3 separate regions of the Mus musculus genome follow, and regions 2 and 3 are each linked to region 1. The links are chromatin contacts, called in public HiChIP or PLAC-seq and promoter capture Hi-C maps. All regions are on one chromosome and are shown on one strand. The core of a region is the stretch at or near the end of the contact, and the rest is flanking DNA. Distances in the headings are between cores, read along the strand shown. Region 1 holds the start of Msh5 (mutS homolog 5). Region 2 holds the start of 2310061I04Rik (RIKEN cDNA 2310061I04 gene). Region 3 holds the start of Vars2 (valyl-tRNA synthetase 2, mitochondrial).

What was found. Promoter capture Hi-C pulls out the DNA fragments that hold promoters and counts their contacts. HiChIP or PLAC-seq counts read pairs in DNA pulled down with a chosen protein or histone mark.
Region 2: a promoter capture Hi-C map of liver shows a contact between it and region 1. The contact joins the promoter of 2310061I04Rik here to the promoter of Msh5 in region 1. A contact is called at or near these places in 2 of 39 promoter capture datasets (cranial neural crest and liver) and 1 of 115 datasets of contacts at active chromatin or transcription factors (pancreatic cancer cells).
Region 3: a contact with region 1 is called in a FOXA1 HiChIP or PLAC-seq map of pancreatic cancer cells. The contact joins the promoter of Vars2 here to the promoter of Msh5 in region 1. A contact is called at or near these places in 1 of 39 promoter capture datasets (liver) and 1 of 115 datasets of contacts at active chromatin or transcription factors (pancreatic cancer cells).

What each region holds. Positions count from the first base shown.
Region 1 is chr17:35,044,005-35,049,050 of GRCm38.p6, reverse strand. Msh5 (mutS homolog 5) reads left to right here and starts at 2,306. Exons shown (of 25, transcript NM_001146215.2): 1 at 2,306-2,351; 2 at 2,664-2,820; 3 at 2,998-3,121; 4 at 3,677-3,757; 5 at 3,875-3,937; 6 at 4,613-4,734; 7 at 4,917-5,026. The coding sequence starts at 2,677.
Region 2 is chr17:35,894,752-35,899,797 of GRCm38.p6, reverse strand. It overlaps 2310061I04Rik (RIKEN cDNA 2310061I04 gene), which reads left to right and starts at 2,420. Exons shown (of 6, transcript NM_001033630.1): 1 at 2,420-2,607; 2 at 3,726-4,127; 3 at 4,426-4,514; 4 at 4,679-4,879. The coding sequence starts at 2,536. It overlaps Atat1 (alpha tubulin acetyltransferase 1), which reads left to right. Exons shown (of 13, transcript NM_001142744.1): 11 at 1,331-1,410; 12 at 1,499-1,541; 13 at 1,883-2,203. The coding sequence ends at 2,057.
Region 3 is chr17:35,664,924-35,669,969 of GRCm38.p6, reverse strand. Vars2 (valyl-tRNA synthetase 2, mitochondrial) reads left to right here and starts at 2,378. Exons shown (of 29, transcript NM_175137.4): 1 at 2,378-2,897; 2 at 3,045-3,126; 3 at 3,215-3,315; 4 at 3,718-3,839; 5 at 3,931-3,997; 6 at 4,087-4,184. The coding sequence starts at 2,697. Gtf2h4 (general transcription factor II H, polypeptide 4) reads left to right here. Exons shown (of 14, transcript NM_010364.4): 9 at 1-22; 10 at 209-341; 11 at 531-661; 12 at 1,313-1,360; 13 at 1,464-1,542; 14 at 1,968-2,242. The coding sequence ends at 2,140.

The sequences.
Region 1 (5,046 bases), core at 1,057-3,556:
TGGGATTACAGGCATGCGCCACCACTGCCCTGCCTACTACTTCTACCTTTTTTAAAAACAAAAACAAAACCAGGCATAGTGGTGCACACCTTTAATCCCAGCACTCAGGAGGCAGAGGCAGGCAGATTTCTGAGTTCGAGGCCAGCCTGGTCTACAAAGTAAGTTCCAGGACAGCCAGGGCTATACAGAGAAACCCTGTCTCGAAAAAACAAAAAACAAAAACAAAACAAAAAACAAAAAAACCTAAAATATGTCTGCCAATATCTAACCTCCACACTCTAAATTTCTCTACTATCGACTAGCTTTCTTTTCTTCTCAGTCTAACACACACACACACACACATATACAGACATATTTGAAGAAAATATTCTGGACTTGGAAAGACAGAGAGGAAAGACTGGGCTGGAAACTGAAAGAGGCAGGGAGGGCTGAGGTGAATTGATGCATGTTTGCTGGAACAGCAGTTAGTTAGTGGTTTCCTCTTGTGCTTCCTCTTCTGAGAGCTTTCTCCTCCCTGGGGCGCGGGGGGCGGGGGGGGGGGCTGGCTTATCTCTCTCCTCCCCAGGAAGGCAGAATATACTTGGTGTTTGGGCTTTTGAACTACAGCGTTGCAGACAGTTGTAGACTGACTCATGCGTGAGCCCCAGCTGAGTCCTAAGAATGTTCCCTCTATGCTGACCCTTGAGATCTGCACCAGAGCCTCTTCCCACTGATAAGAGAGATGGCTTCCATGAAGCCTTATTTCCCAGACACCTCCTTTTTTCCCTCTGGTCAGCAAGTGGCCAGCGGGCAATCTGCTCACAGTTAGATCGCTGGGAGAAACTTTAGATTCAAACAGGTTTGGCTGCCTCTCTTGGCTGTCTTTATGGCCGCAGCTGCTCTGATCATCACTATTGACTGTGGCTGCCTGAATTGCTACGCACACACAAATGCGTTATCTTGCCTTTATTTTCCAGGCTGCTCTGTCCTGGGATCACCCAGCAGTGCTCCTGGATTTGAAGCCAGGACTGCATTAAAAAAAAAAAAAATGTAGACTGCCATCTTATCTCTGAGCTCCCACTTCTTCTTTCTCCAGCTCTTCTTTTCTTCTGCTGCCTTCTCTTCCTGGGTCTGATCCCTTCCTCTTCTTGGTAAACCAGTCCCTAATCTCTTCATACCCCAGAATGGAAGGTGTGTCCCTCTCTGCCACTCCCCAGAGCTGTCACCAATAACCTCTTCCAGGTTTCCATAACTCCATTGCTCAATAATTTGCCAAGAGTAACCATTAACCCAGCCCTTAGACCTGCTCCCCTTTGGAGATGATTTTTCCAGTCGCTGATCAGCAGAGCCAGGTCACCTCATGCCATTTCTGAACCTCAGGCAGGATCTTAGTTTAGTGTAGCTAGGACAGTTTTTAAAAAATTATGTGGTGTGTGAGTGTGAGTGTGAGTGTGTGTGTACAAGCAGCACAGGTATGGAGGACAGAGGACAATCTGGGTACAAAATTGAAGGTACTTTTACCTGCTAAGCCAGCACTGAAGTTTTTGTTTGTTTGTTTATTGTTTTGTAAAGTATGGTTTTTTTTCTTTCCCTCAGAAACTCCTTCCTTCTCCTTCTTTCCCATCCAGATGGATCATCAGTCAGAGATACCCTGTGTCCTTAGGGGTGAGAGGACTGTAGTATGGTTGTATGTGTTCTAATTAGGTCTACTTTCAGAATTTAGTGTCTTTCAGATACTTATACTTCCTCTTCAGGGGTTCCAAAATAATCAAGCCCCGTGTTGCTCCTGTGGTTGGTGATCATCTCCTGCAATCAGGAAACAGGCAAAGTAGGTCTGAAACAGGAGTTAGTTCTTACTTCCACTTATTTATTTAAAACACTCATGTAGCGCTTACTTTGTTTGCTGGGCACTGTTCTGAGTTTTTTATAAATATTAACTTAGTGGGTACAAATATTAACGGAGTTGTTGCTGTTGGCACAGGTTGAATTAATGTTGCTTCTCTCCACTCTTCAGGAAGGAGGAAGACTGCCTCTGGCCCTTTAAGGTCGGCCTCCGGGCTCTGGCCTTCTCCACCGTGGCCCAGACCCTTTTTCCAGGCGGGGACCTTAGTTTAGGGCGGGCTCCGCCCAACATCAATCAAAGCTCTGCGACACGGCTGCTTAGCAACGGCAGAGGGCGGGAATTTTGAACACTCTAGCACCGCCCCCAATGCAAACGGACCAATCGACATCTAGCGTCCTCACCGCCTTCCCGTTGGATGGCTAAGCAGACCCTTTCAGCCACTAAGGGGGCGGGGCGAGCGCGCGCGGCCCACGCCTACAGGCTGCAGGCTTGCGGCGGTTGGTCAGGGAGGTGGATCGTCGCGGCTGAGGTGACGGAAAAGGCGGGAAAGTGCTGCGAATTGGCGGCTCCAGTGGGGTGGGGGTGGGGGAGGGGGTGGGGGTGGGTCAGGAGAGCGCGCTGCGGCTGTAAGGGCGTGGGTGGCGGGAGAGACTTGACGTGACAGCGCGCTCCGTCAGAGCTTCCAAAGCACGGCTTCGAGTGACAGGAATGAGGGTGGGACAGTAGCTCGGAGCTGCTCCCAACCTAAAGGGGCAGCCCCCGCGCCTGTCCCCTGAAAGCCCGCGCACCAGCCGCCTGCTGAATGCTGCTTTTGGACCTCCTTCCCCTCCCATGTCCTCAGAGTCGCCGAGCCCATGGCTTTCAGAGCGACCCCAGGCCGGACGCCGCCGGGACCCGGACCCAGATCCGGAATCCCCTCAGCCAGCTTCCCCAGCCCTCAGCCCCCAATGGCGGGGCCTGGAGGTATCGAGGAAGAGGACGAGGAGGAGCCCGCCGAGGTGTCCGCGGAGTTGGGAGGGCTGGGAGAGGCTGAGCCGACCCCGTTTCACGTTGACTAAACTCCCCATGAGTGCCTATCTCCGAGATTTGGTTAAATGATTAATAATAAGGGATGACCAATCCATGCCCTTCCGAGGGATTCAGATATCGATCCCCTTTCCTTCCTCGCGGGACAGATCCATCTGTGCGTGCTGTGGAGCTCGGGATACCTGGGCATTGCTTACTATGACACTAGTGACTCCACTATCCACTTCATGCCAGATGCCCCAGACCACGAGAGCCTAAAGCTTCTCCAGAGAGGTGCGACAGAGCCCTGCATTCCTCTCCTCTGGGGTGGGACGTGTGTTCACTCATACATCCTCATGTAGTTTATAGTCACCTGATTTAGGAATTACTTATTCAACACAACTTTATTAGGTACCTACTGTATGTGAAATGCTACAGATTTTGTCCCTGGCAAACCATGATTTTAGTGATAGTTTCCAGGACACTCTTGTTCCTTCCCACCGTGCCTTTACTAAGTCTCCTCCACTGCGCTCCCAGTGTGCAGACCATCCCTTACAGACATAAAATAACTTTAGTTTGGTTTTGGTTTTTTTTTGAGACAGGGTCTCACTATGTACTATGTGGCTCTGGTTTATCCTGAAACCTATTGTGTAGATCAGGCAGATTTTGATTTCATGGAGATTCCCCTGCCTCCCAAGGGCTGGGGTCAAAGGCATGTGTCACCATGCCTGGCTAAGATGATAAATTCTTGAGGAGAACAGACAGTGGCAGGAAGAGAGCCACCACTTTCCTCTTAGTCACAGTGGAGATATCCTTCGACTCATCAGGCACCTTCCTTCTCTCTTCAAGTTCTGGATGAAATCAACCCCCAGTCTGTTGTCACAAGTGCCAAACAGGATGAGGCTATGACTCGATTTCTAGGGAAGCTTGGTAAGGATTGCATAGAGAAGGGGAAATGGAAATAGACTACTAAATCTTTGGCTGGGAGGGAGCATGGGACAATGACAGGCCTGAACTGTACAAGACTGTGGCCTCTTGCCTCCACAGCCTCCGAGGAGCACAGAGAGCCAAAGGGACCTGAAATCATACTTCTGCCAAGCGTGGATTTTGGTAGCTCCTTCCTTTTATGTTACCAGCCCCCATCCCAGGGCCTCTGTCCTTTCTCTGAAAGGAGCTCCTATTATCAGAAACCTTGCCTCATGTACTCTTATCTGGAAGCTGCTTCCCACACCCCATCATGAGTCTCCCCGAGATCTCTCCTGCACCTTTACTATCTTTAGTACAACTTACTGAGAAACTATGGGGTTAGGTATGTGAGGAATGGGGGAGTGGAAGAAAATGGAGAGATGATACTCTTAAAAACAGTTTTGAACGTTGGAGCCAAAGTCCTTTGTTGCATTAAAAAGGAAACGGCACTGTTTCTGGGAACCATGGTCCATAAGGCACTCCCTACTTTGCAAACTTCCAGGTTTGCAAAAAGGACAGGAAATACAGGAAATGGGCAGTATTAGTATTAGTTCCATATATATCCACAATCCCTGCCATCTTGACCTTTTGCCTCCTGAGTCACTTGTCTCTCTCAGGTTGTGCTTATAGCCAGACATCTACATTACATAAAGAACCGAAAGAATGAGACTACATCTGTATGTTTTGATTCTTTCTTTAGCTTTCCTTAACCACCTCTATGGCCTTGGACAAGCCATATGGTCAGATTTGTTCTTATTGTTAAACTGGGGCAAGAGAATGGACCTATGAGACCTTTCACTCCCCATCCTCCCCAAATAGGTCCAGAGATAAGCAAACAGCGTCTCCTTTCCGGAAACTACTCCTTCATCTCAGACTCCATGACTGCTACTGAGAAAATCCTTTTCCTCTCCTCCATTATTCCCTTTGACTGTGTCCTCACGGTGAGCTGGGTCATGGGGTGAGGGCTAGGATGCAGCTGGGGAAAGGCATGAGCTCCCAGCCACAGGGCAGAATTGTGACTGGACTGCCCAGCCCTGTAAAAATCACGGTTTTCCTGATAGTAGTGTCGTCTAGCTTCTGGAACACTAGGCTTCATCCAACTTCACTGCTGATCCCCTCCCAGGTCCGGGCACTTGGAGGACTGCTCAAGTTCCTGAGTCGAAGAAGAATTGGGGTTGAACTGGAAGACTATGATGTTGGCGTCCCTATCCTGGGATTCAAGAAGTTTGTATTGTAGGTGACTCATCCAAACC
Region 2 (5,046 bases), core at 1,171-3,670, 850 kb before region 1:
ATGCTCTTCCTGGGGTCTCAGTGCTCTTTGTCCCTCTTAGATTCAGCTCTGAGATCTGTAGCAGAGCTCAAAGCCTCCAGCCTCCTTCTGAGTCTCTGCCTTTCCCCATACTTACTGCTGGTTCTATTCTAGAGTTGCAGTAACTGTAGACCTCTCTACTAACTTGGAAGCCATAGGTCCCCTACCCCCAGTAACATATACCTCCTTCCCTGGCCAGCCTTGGTAAGATGTGGATTTGCTAGGAGCTTGGGCTCACTAGCCTCAGGACTGTTTCTGGATCCCTCTCCTACTCTTTGACCTCATCATGTCTGCACCACAAACCCCACAGTGCTCTCTGAAGACAAGTCCTGCCTAAGATCAAGAATCCTCACAGGGAGCCCGATGGTGGTGGTGGCGCACACCTTTAATCCCAGCACTTGGGAGGCAGAGGCAGGCGGATTTCTAAATTCAAGGCCAGCCTGGTCTACAGAGTGAATTCCAGGACAACCAAGGACTATACAGAGAAACCCTGTCTCGAAAATCCAAAAAAAAAAGAAAGAATTCTCACAGGGTACTGGGCATGGTGGCACAAGCCTTTAATCCCAGCCCTTGGGAGGCAGAGGTAGGCGGATCCTGGTAAGAGTTTGAAGCCAGCCTACATAGCAAGTTGCAGTCCAGCCAAGGCTACAGAGTGAAAGCCTGTCAATAATAATAATAATAATAATAATAATAATAGTCCAACAGGGTCAACCATCTCTAAAAACTACCCTTTCTTCCTTGCTACTGTGGCCTGAAAGTTCTTTTATTTATTTGCTTATTTATTTATTTTTAAAGATTTATTTATTGTTATATGTAAGTACACTGTAGCTGTCCTCAGACACACCAGAAGAGGGCATCAGATCTCATTACAGATGTTTGTGAGCCACCATGTGGTTGCTGGGATTTGAACTCAGGACCTTCAGAAGAGCAGTCGGTGCTCTTAACCGCTCGCTGAGCTATCTCGCCAGCCCCGAGTTCTTATATTTAAAAGAATCATTTTAAGGGAGTTCACACATTCAGGCACCATGGTTCAGCAAGCTCCTTCCTGCATGCCCAAGTGTTTTTGACATAATTAGATCACATCACACACCATCCCAGTTAGAGCAAAGCAACAGTGCAGGATGGTACAGGAAATCTTGAAGTATAAAATAAGCCCTCCCCTACCTTTGCTAGAAGTCTTAGACAAGAATCCTTTAGGGAGGTAGCTGCCCATCGTCTTTGTTCCCACGCTATCCCTCCTTTCTCCTCTGACCCCTCCATGCCACCTTTTCATCCTGAGCCTCTTCCCCTTCATCTCCCGTTTCTTCTACAGGGGGACTCCCTGGGGGCTGGTAGCCCAAAGCTGCCACTACAGCCGCCATGGGGGATTCAATACCTCATTCCTGGGTACAGGTAAGTAGCCACTTTTTCTTATTCTCCAACCAAATAGGTCACACACACATACGACTACAGTCTCCCTAGATGCCTGGTATTTCCACAGGCAACCAAGAACGGAAGCAGGGGGAACAGGAAGCGGAGGATAGGTGAGGTCTACACCTCCCCCTTAACAGCTGCCAGCACCTTCTGACACTGCCTAACACTACTCCTCCTGCTTCCTCCTAAGTCTGTGTGAACTGGATACCAGTTTCCCCCACACATCTTTCTACCTAACGTCGTATAAGCCTTCTTCCTTGTGGCTTGAATTCTGGTGTTTTTCCCCTCTGTCGTGCTCTGAGTACTTAAGTTTGGACACCGTGGTAACTGTCCCAGCCTTAAAACCCAACAGGTGTCTGTACATTACCCTGCACCCACAACCTTGAAGAATTGTCTCAGCGTAATTCCCCGTTAGCAGCTCTAACACACGCTTCATCTCCCTGCCCACCAGGTCGGCCAGTGAGGATCGGGTCTTGTTACTGGATGGGTCTGGGGAGGAGCCTACACAGACAGGTGCTCCAAGGGCCCAGGCGCCACCCCCCCAGTCCTGGACGGTGGGTGGGGACATAATGAACGCCAGGGTCATTCGAAACCTGCAGGAACGCCGCAGCACCAGGCCTTGGTAACCATGGCCAAAGCTTAGTCCTCAGTATGGATGCATTCATTCACTCATTCATTCAACAGGCCTGTCAGCCTCAGATCCTTTGTATCGTTATTTTTAACCAGAGCAATAAAAGTATTTATTTGTTATCACTATAGCTACCGACAAAAAGTGACTTGTCATTATTCAAATTCACATGCCCCTCAGTCTCTCTCCTGAAACTATATTCAGTCCTACCTCCCCTCATTTTGCTAGGCCTGACAAGAGGCTGCGCAGGCGCCCTGGGAGCGCCCCGGCCCGCTGTGCGCAAGCGCACTCCCGCGTAGCGGCGCCTGGGCTGCTGCGGGCCCGCTGTGCGCAGGCGCACGGTCTCTCCGTTTTCCTCCCTTAGCCCCGGCCCCCCCCTCCCTCCTTTCCCCTTCACGAAGCCGGCTCCGGGGCGCGCTGCCCGGCGAGGAGACGGAGACGGGACGCGGGAGGCGCCCGTTCACTCCCGGAACACCATGTACCGTCCGAGCCCGGGGGCCGCCCGGCGCCTCGGGCCCTGCCTCCGCGCCTACCAGGCGCGACCCCAGGTGAGGAGGGGCGGGCGGAGACCCTCCTCAGAGCCGGCCGAGGGGCGGGGCGCCGGGCCGCGCAGGCGCAGAGGCCCCCGCCGCCCCTGACCACCCGTGTGCTGCACGTGTGAGGGGCGCGGGGCCCGCTAGGGCCGGCGTTCCCGGTGAGGTCCGGGGAGCGGCTATCCCGGGTGGCCCCGGTCCCCGCCGTTCTTACCTGTGCCTGGAGGTGACTTGAAGGGCAGGGCAGAGAGGCCGGAACTGCGGGCCTGTGGTGCACCTGCAGAACGGTCCTGCCCGAAAGGCTGGCCGCTGCACCGGGTCGGGCTCCGGGGGACGGCGGGAGCACGGCCACGCCCCCGGCGACGGGGAAGGCTCCCAGAGGGCTCGGCCAGGCCCCATGGACCCCCTGCCCCTGGGGTTCCTGGGCGCCAAGGGACTTGGAATCAGGCTTGACCTCGGGTGACCTGCCATCCTTGCAGTAGCAGCGTTAGTGACCGAGTTCACCCTTCAGCAATCGGCCCGATTGTCATTTAATGGTGCAGAAAATGATAATATAGAATATATATGTAATATATAATGATAATAGCTTCCGTTTATGTACTACTTTATGGGTGACGAAGTTTATACATTCATCATCCTGTTATATAGGCCTCTCCTCTATTTACTGGAAACTGAGGTGCAGGCAGAGTGCCCAGAGGTTCCAACAGAGTCAACTCAGAACTATTCACACCTTCACTTGGATGTTCTTTGCCCTGCACAGCTCTATTTCAGAATCCTGATACATGTTATATATAGATCGCATCATTTCTCCCATGGAGCAGTAAACCAGGATAATGATGGAATCATAGGTGTTCTTTCTAAAGTTGGGGACGGTGGCCCTGGTGCTGTTGTCCTCCTGCGCTCTTTCCTCATGTCTCCCTTTCCTCTGGTAAACTCTCTTCTGCAGGTAGGACTTGAAGCTTCTGATCAGCCCAGCTGGGGTGGAGGAGCATGAGCTGATTTCTTGTTCCTTTGTTTGGTTTTGTTTTTTAAAACTAGGTCTGTGTAGCCCTGGCTGGCCTGGAATCCATGGTAGCCCCTACACCACCATGCTTAGATGTCTGATTTTTTTCTTTTTGTTCTCTTTTCCCTAGGACCAGCTCTCTCCTCGACCTCTACCATTCCCCCCGCTCTGGCCCCACTCCACTCCACCGACTTCTCCATCTTTTCCTCCTCACCGGTCACTACCACCCTCACATCCTCCTACCCACCATCTTCCCCAGGCTCCTCCACCACCTCTCTCTCAGGCCCAGGCTCTCAACTCATTGAGTATGGTTCTTCCTCCGAGAAAGAGGGAGAAGGGACCAGGACCGGAACTACACAGTGGTTGCCTGGATGGGCTTAGGAGCCTTTTTGAGGGACCGCCTTGCCCCTATCCTGGGGCTGTGATACCTTTCCAAGCCCCTGGACCTTCCCACTCTTCCCCCACCACTCCATCAGGAGATGAGAGTATGGAGGAACACCTGGCTGTCATGCATGAGAGACTAAGACAAGAGGTAAGCAGCCCATCTGTAGCAGGGAAATATGGAGACTAGTCAGTTAACTTGTCCTCGTTACTGTGCTGTGAAATGCCTTCTTGGGGAAAGGGTGTCCCTGTTTGAATTAAGGACCATTAAATTGAAAGTGCCGTTTCACTTGGGGCGGGGGTGGGGGAGGGTGAGTGGAAGTTAGAAGACCCTAAAGATAGATTACTGAGGAGCCAAACTGGTTATACTCTGGAGGTTGAGGGAAGAGGATTCCAAGCTCAAGGACTGAACCTTTCCTGCTGAGTTGATGCCTTCTTCTTCCACCTAGCTTCCCACCCTCTTCCTTCGCTCCCATGACTACACTATATATTCAATGGATGTGGAATTCATCAATGAGATCCTGAACATTCGTACCAAGTGAGAGTTGGGACGAGGGAGGGAGAAGAGGACCCATGCTAAATAAATACTTGGGTCTTGTCCCAGAGAAGGTTCTAGCTGCTTCCTGAGACTGTTCCCCCACACCTTGGCAGAATCAGTTTTGGTTCTGCAGTCCTGATATTCCTGTCCCTTTATTCTCACAGGGGCCGGACATTTTATGTTATGTCCCTGACCCTTTGCCGCTTCCTGGTTTGGAACTATTTTGCACAGTTTCGGTTGGAGATTTTACAGCTGACCCGCCACCCTGAGAACTGGACCCTGCAAGCCCGCTGGCGTCTAATAGGTCTGCCCATACATATGCTCTTCCTGCGTTTCTACAGGCGTGATAAAGAGGATCTTTACCGGTAAGAGGGAAGGGGCCGAAACTACAGTGGCTTCCCTAATACTGCTGGTCTTCCAGCAGTCCTTAACTTACCCTGATTTGGCTGTCATCTTACTGAGGGTAGAGATTTTTAGTCTATCTTTTTAAATTTTAAAATAACATGTTTGTGTGCATGTGGTAGTGTACATT
Region 3 (5,046 bases), core at 1,129-3,628, 620 kb before region 1:
CGGGCTTGTTTTCCAGAGGAAGGTATGTACACCCAGCCACCTGGCCTCTAGGAGAGTCGGGTGCTGGGGTGCAGCTGCAAGACTAGGACTAGTACTTGGGTACTAGTACTAGTAGCTAGGACTGAGTACTTGGGTCATTTGAGGGAGGAGGTTTCACAGGAGGGTGGTTACCAGAAAGAGGACCCCATCTTGCCCTGTGTTCTTCCAGAGGAAGTCCCGGCGTTACTACCCCACACGCCTGGCCATCAACCTCTCATCTGGTGTCTCTGGGGCTGGGGGCACTGTGCACCAGCCAGGCTTCATTGTCGTGGAAACTAATTACCGACTGTACGCCTATACCGGTGGGTCTGTGTGGGGGTGAGTGGGTAGGGAATGCAGAGGGGAAGGACACAGGAAAAAATCCAGTTAGGACCGTGTTTCCTGGGTGGTTTATGTAGCTCCCTAGTATTTATTCCTACACTTGAGGGTGGGGCTGGAGGAAGGCAGGGCTGGGCAGCCTCCTCACTCCTCCTCCTCTATCCCTGGGGCAGAGTCGGAACTGCAGATCGCTCTCATTGCCCTTTTCTCCGAAATGCTCTATCGATTCCCCAACATGGTGGTGGCACAAGTGACCCGGGAGAGTGTGCAGCAGGCCATTGCTAGTGGCATCACAGCTCAGCAGGTATCCCTACTTGGAGTAGAGGTCGGGAGAGGGGCTGTGCTCATCCTGGGGGCCAAGGTATTCCTGTCACAGCCTCAGGTCTGTCAGGGGAGGTGGCGAGTCACCGGGGTAACCTGGAAGGTCATGGAGTGAGACGGTCTAGCTCTGAATCTGTCTCACTCCACAGTTCACGGCTGCCTTGTCTTTGCGAGCCTTACTCTGCTCCCAGTAAACAGCAGTCCAGGGGTGCTGGAAGACTAGATGTTAAGATGCTTAGCTTAGAGCCTGCTGAGATATGGTTGCTACTGCCATCTTAAAGAAAGAAAAACAAGGCAAGACTATGGAGAGAACAGATGCATCATAGAGGGACTCGCAGGAGGTGCACCTGAAAGTAACAGTAGAACAGGCCTGGGTCTTGTCAGGCTTGTGGCTAGGAGAACAGAGATGCTGTTTCAGTGACATTAGCTCAGATGACTTTCTACATTCTTCTTTTTTAAAGTTTTATTATACATAAGTACGCACCAGAAGAGAGCGTCAGATCTCATTACAGTGGTTGTGAACCACCATGTGGTTGCTGGGATTTGAACTCGGGATCTTCTGAAGAGCTGTCAGTGCTCTTACCCACTGAGCCATCTCGCCAGCCCGATTTTCTACATTCTTGTGTTTTCCTAGATAATCCATTTCCTAAGGACAAGGGCACATCCAGTGATGCTCAAACAGGTATGACTGGGTACCAAGACTCAGGGGGGCTGGCAGCCTGGGCACCTAGCCGCGAGAGGATGGATGAGAAGCCAGGTCCTATAGCCTCACCCTTGTCCTGCAGAATCCTGTGCTGCCCCCCACCATAACAGACCAGATTCGGCTGTGGGAGCTGGAAAGGGACAGACTCCGGTTCACTGAAGGTGAGTGGCTTCCGCTGACCTAATCTCAATCATTGGCTAAAGAGGTAAGGCCAGCAATTTCACGCAAAAGTTTTGTGCATTTCGTATTTGTTTCTCAAAAGGGAAGGAGAGGAAGACTGATCTTTTATTTTGGTATATTAGTAGCAGGAAATATGTCCCAAATCAGTGCAGTTTGAATTAAGCTAGGTGAGGGGATAAGAGGCAGGGTAATTCAGTCTTCTCTTTAGGTGGGTTTGCGTGGCTTTTCTTGTGGATTCTGCTGTCTTTTCGAGTGTCTGGATGCCACAGGTGTTAAAGTTGAACAGTCGACTATCCGTAGAGAATTAGTCCTAAGAACTGTGGCCTGCAGCCCCTGCCTGCATGCTGCTTGGAGGGGCAGAGACCACTGCAGCCCCTCACCTCCTGCCTGTCCCACCCGACCCCAGGCGTCCTGTATAACCAGTTCCTGTCGCAAGTGGACTTTGAACTGCTGCTGGCCCACGCGCGGGAGCTGGGCGTGCTTGTGTTCGAGAACTCGGCCAAGCGGCTGATGGTGGTGACGCCGGCAGGGCACAGCGACGTCAAGCGCTTCTGGAAGCGGCAGAAGCACAGCTCCTGAGCCGGCCAGGTCCAGCCCCGGGCGGGCAGCTTTCCAACTCAGATGTATTTTGTTTACACACCGGGATATTTCTTGTTTAATAAAATTATGGAAAAAAATCTACGCGGCTTCAGACGTCTGCCGGCGTTTCCCTACCCAACGCAGTGATACCCGCTTCTAGCCAGAAAGCCGGAGGAGCGAGAGTCTTTTACGCATGCGCCTGCGTGTCCCCGCCCACGCATGCGCGCGCACCTCGCCATGCACCTATCGGCTCTGAGTTCGCCGGGACGTTCGAGTTAGAGGCGCATGGCCGAGGTTGCGGGGGTGGGGGTGGTCCCAGGCTTCCGAACCCCAACCTTCGTGTCCGCGTCAGTGCCCGGTGACGGGCAGAGCTCCCGCCTTCTCTGGACGCCCTGGTTTCAGTGATTCCAGAGTGCTGTCCACACCGTGCGCTCCGCCCCTAGGCGGAAGGACGTAGAGTGAGAGAGGGTCCTGCGGATGGGAGTGAAGGGTTGCGACCTCCTGCATCCCATGGCCTCGTAGTGAGCAGACCTCCATCCCTTCCCAAACACTCCCGATGCCTCATTTGCCTCTGGCCTCTTTCCGGCCACCGCTCTGGGGGCTGAGGCCCTCATGGGGTCTTTCCAGGCCCCAGGCACTTTGTACACAGCCGGAGCCCCACGGCTCCCCTGTCTCTCGGAGGAACCGTGAAGCCAAACAGAAGCGCCTGCGCGAGAAACAGGCGGCCCTGGAGGCTGGGCTAGCTGAGAAGAGCAAGGTCAGGGGTCAGTCCTTGGGTCTCCCAAGACTTGGGAAGGGGCTGAAAGAGACTGGCGCAGGGATCCAGATGACTGTGGTGTATTGGGGATTGCAGCCTCCACCCCCACTCCGCAACACACACACACACCCTGTTTCCTCCCTGCAGATACCTGCAGTGCCCACTAAGGCCTGGAGTCACAAGGAGGTAGTATTGTATGAAATCCCCACCGGGCCAGGTGAAAAGAAAGGTAAAGTGTAGGGTGTGTTTTGCGATGTTGTTGCTCTTTGGTCTGCTAACATGCAGTTCAGTAGTGGATCTCTGTTCTGCTTCCACAGATGTTTCTGGGCCCCTGCCTCCTGCTTACAGTCCCCAGTATGTTGAAGCGGCCTGGTACCAGTGGTGGGTGCGAGAGGGCTTCTTCAAACCAGAGTATCAGGTCAGTGCGCGGCAGAGGGCTTCTATGAGGTCCTTAAGACAGAGTGAGTGGCCCTTGAACTTGGTGGGCACAGGCTAACTTCACAGTTGATGTTTATTTCTTTCGGCCCCTGGTTTTCTTTTTGCCTCCCCCGTGTTGGATTTCAATAATAATAATAATAATAATAATAATAATAATAAATTTGAGACACTGTTTCTCCACGTAGTCCTGGCCGTCCTGGAACTCTGTAGACGAGGCTGGCCTCAAACTCAGAGATCTGCCTTCCTCTGCCTTTTCACACGTGTGCCACTACACCTGGCCTTCTTGAAGTTCTTTTTGCCCCAAGGCACCAGAGGGTGCTGTTCCCCTAGGCAACAGCAACAACTAGTTCTCCCTCGCCTCTGACTTCCTCATTCCTTCCAGGCAAGGCTGCCCCAAGCTACAGGGGAGACCTTTTCCATGTGTATCCCACCTCCCAATGTCACCGGCTCCCTGCACATTGGCCATGCACTCACAGTGGCGATCCAGGACGCACTTGTGCGCTGGTGAGAGGCGGTGGGGCCACTGCAGTTCCCGAAGGGAAGGCTGGAAGTGAGGATCAGTGAGCTCAGAGTCCCCATGGTGTTTCTGTGGCAGGCACCGGATGCGTGGGGATCGCGTGCTGTGGATCCCCGGGTCTGATCACGCAGGAATTGCTACACAGGTGGGTCTTGTGCCCCCCTCTGCTTGGTTGAAAGTGCCGTCTTTATGTGAAGCCTGACTAGCTTTCATTTACACCTGATCCCATTTCAGGCCATGGTGGAGAAGCAGCTATGGAAGGAGCAGAGGGTGCGGAGACATGAGCTGAGCCGGGAAGACTTCCTCAGGGCCGTGTGGCAGTGGAAACATGAGTACGAGGGCAGGGCCAGTGGGATTGTCAGCACTACTTCTGACTTGTAGCATTTGGTTTTTCTGGCCTTGTGCTTCACTGTCTCGGAGCAGAGGGAATGATGTCTGAGCCAAGAGTGTGTGTGTGTGCGTGTGTGTCACAATGTGCACATTTGTCTGTATACTGTGCTCATGTTAGAATGCACACACGTGTGTACTATGCTTGTGTTGGGATGCACACTTGTGTGTCCTATGCTCATGTTAGGATGCACACATTTATGTGTATATGGATGGATATATACAAATGTGTGGTTTATTTAACCTCCTTGTCTTATTTTCCTTTGGACTTCATCACCTCTCCCATGCCCCTGGGCCTTCCTATGTCTGTGGTGGTCATGTGCTTCTCTCTCTCTTTCTCTCTCATTTTCTCTCTCTCTTTCTCTCTCTCTCACACACACACACATTTTTCACAAAGTGGCTGCTCCCGATAGGTGTGTACAGGCCTTGGCCCATGGGCCTCTTGCATCCCAGTGTAGCTGTGAATTGTAAACTTAAAACCTTTTGAGGACTTTTTGCTTTACTACATAATTCTCAAATGTAAACTTTGTACATGGCAATGACCTGTTACGGTGTTATGCAAAACGAATGCATGTATGTATGTGCATGTATGTGCCTCCAACCAGTGGGCTACAGCTTAGACACTACTGGTTGTAGCCTAAAATAGCCATCCATCCTGTGTGTCTCAGAGAAGCCAAAGGTTTAGATAACCCTGCAGAGACCTTTCTGTATCTTTTAAAGCCATAGGACGCCCCACCCCAGGTGTGTGGTTCTATCTCCATCAGCGGGGTCAGCTCTATGCGCACTTTATTTCCTCCGGTACCTGGC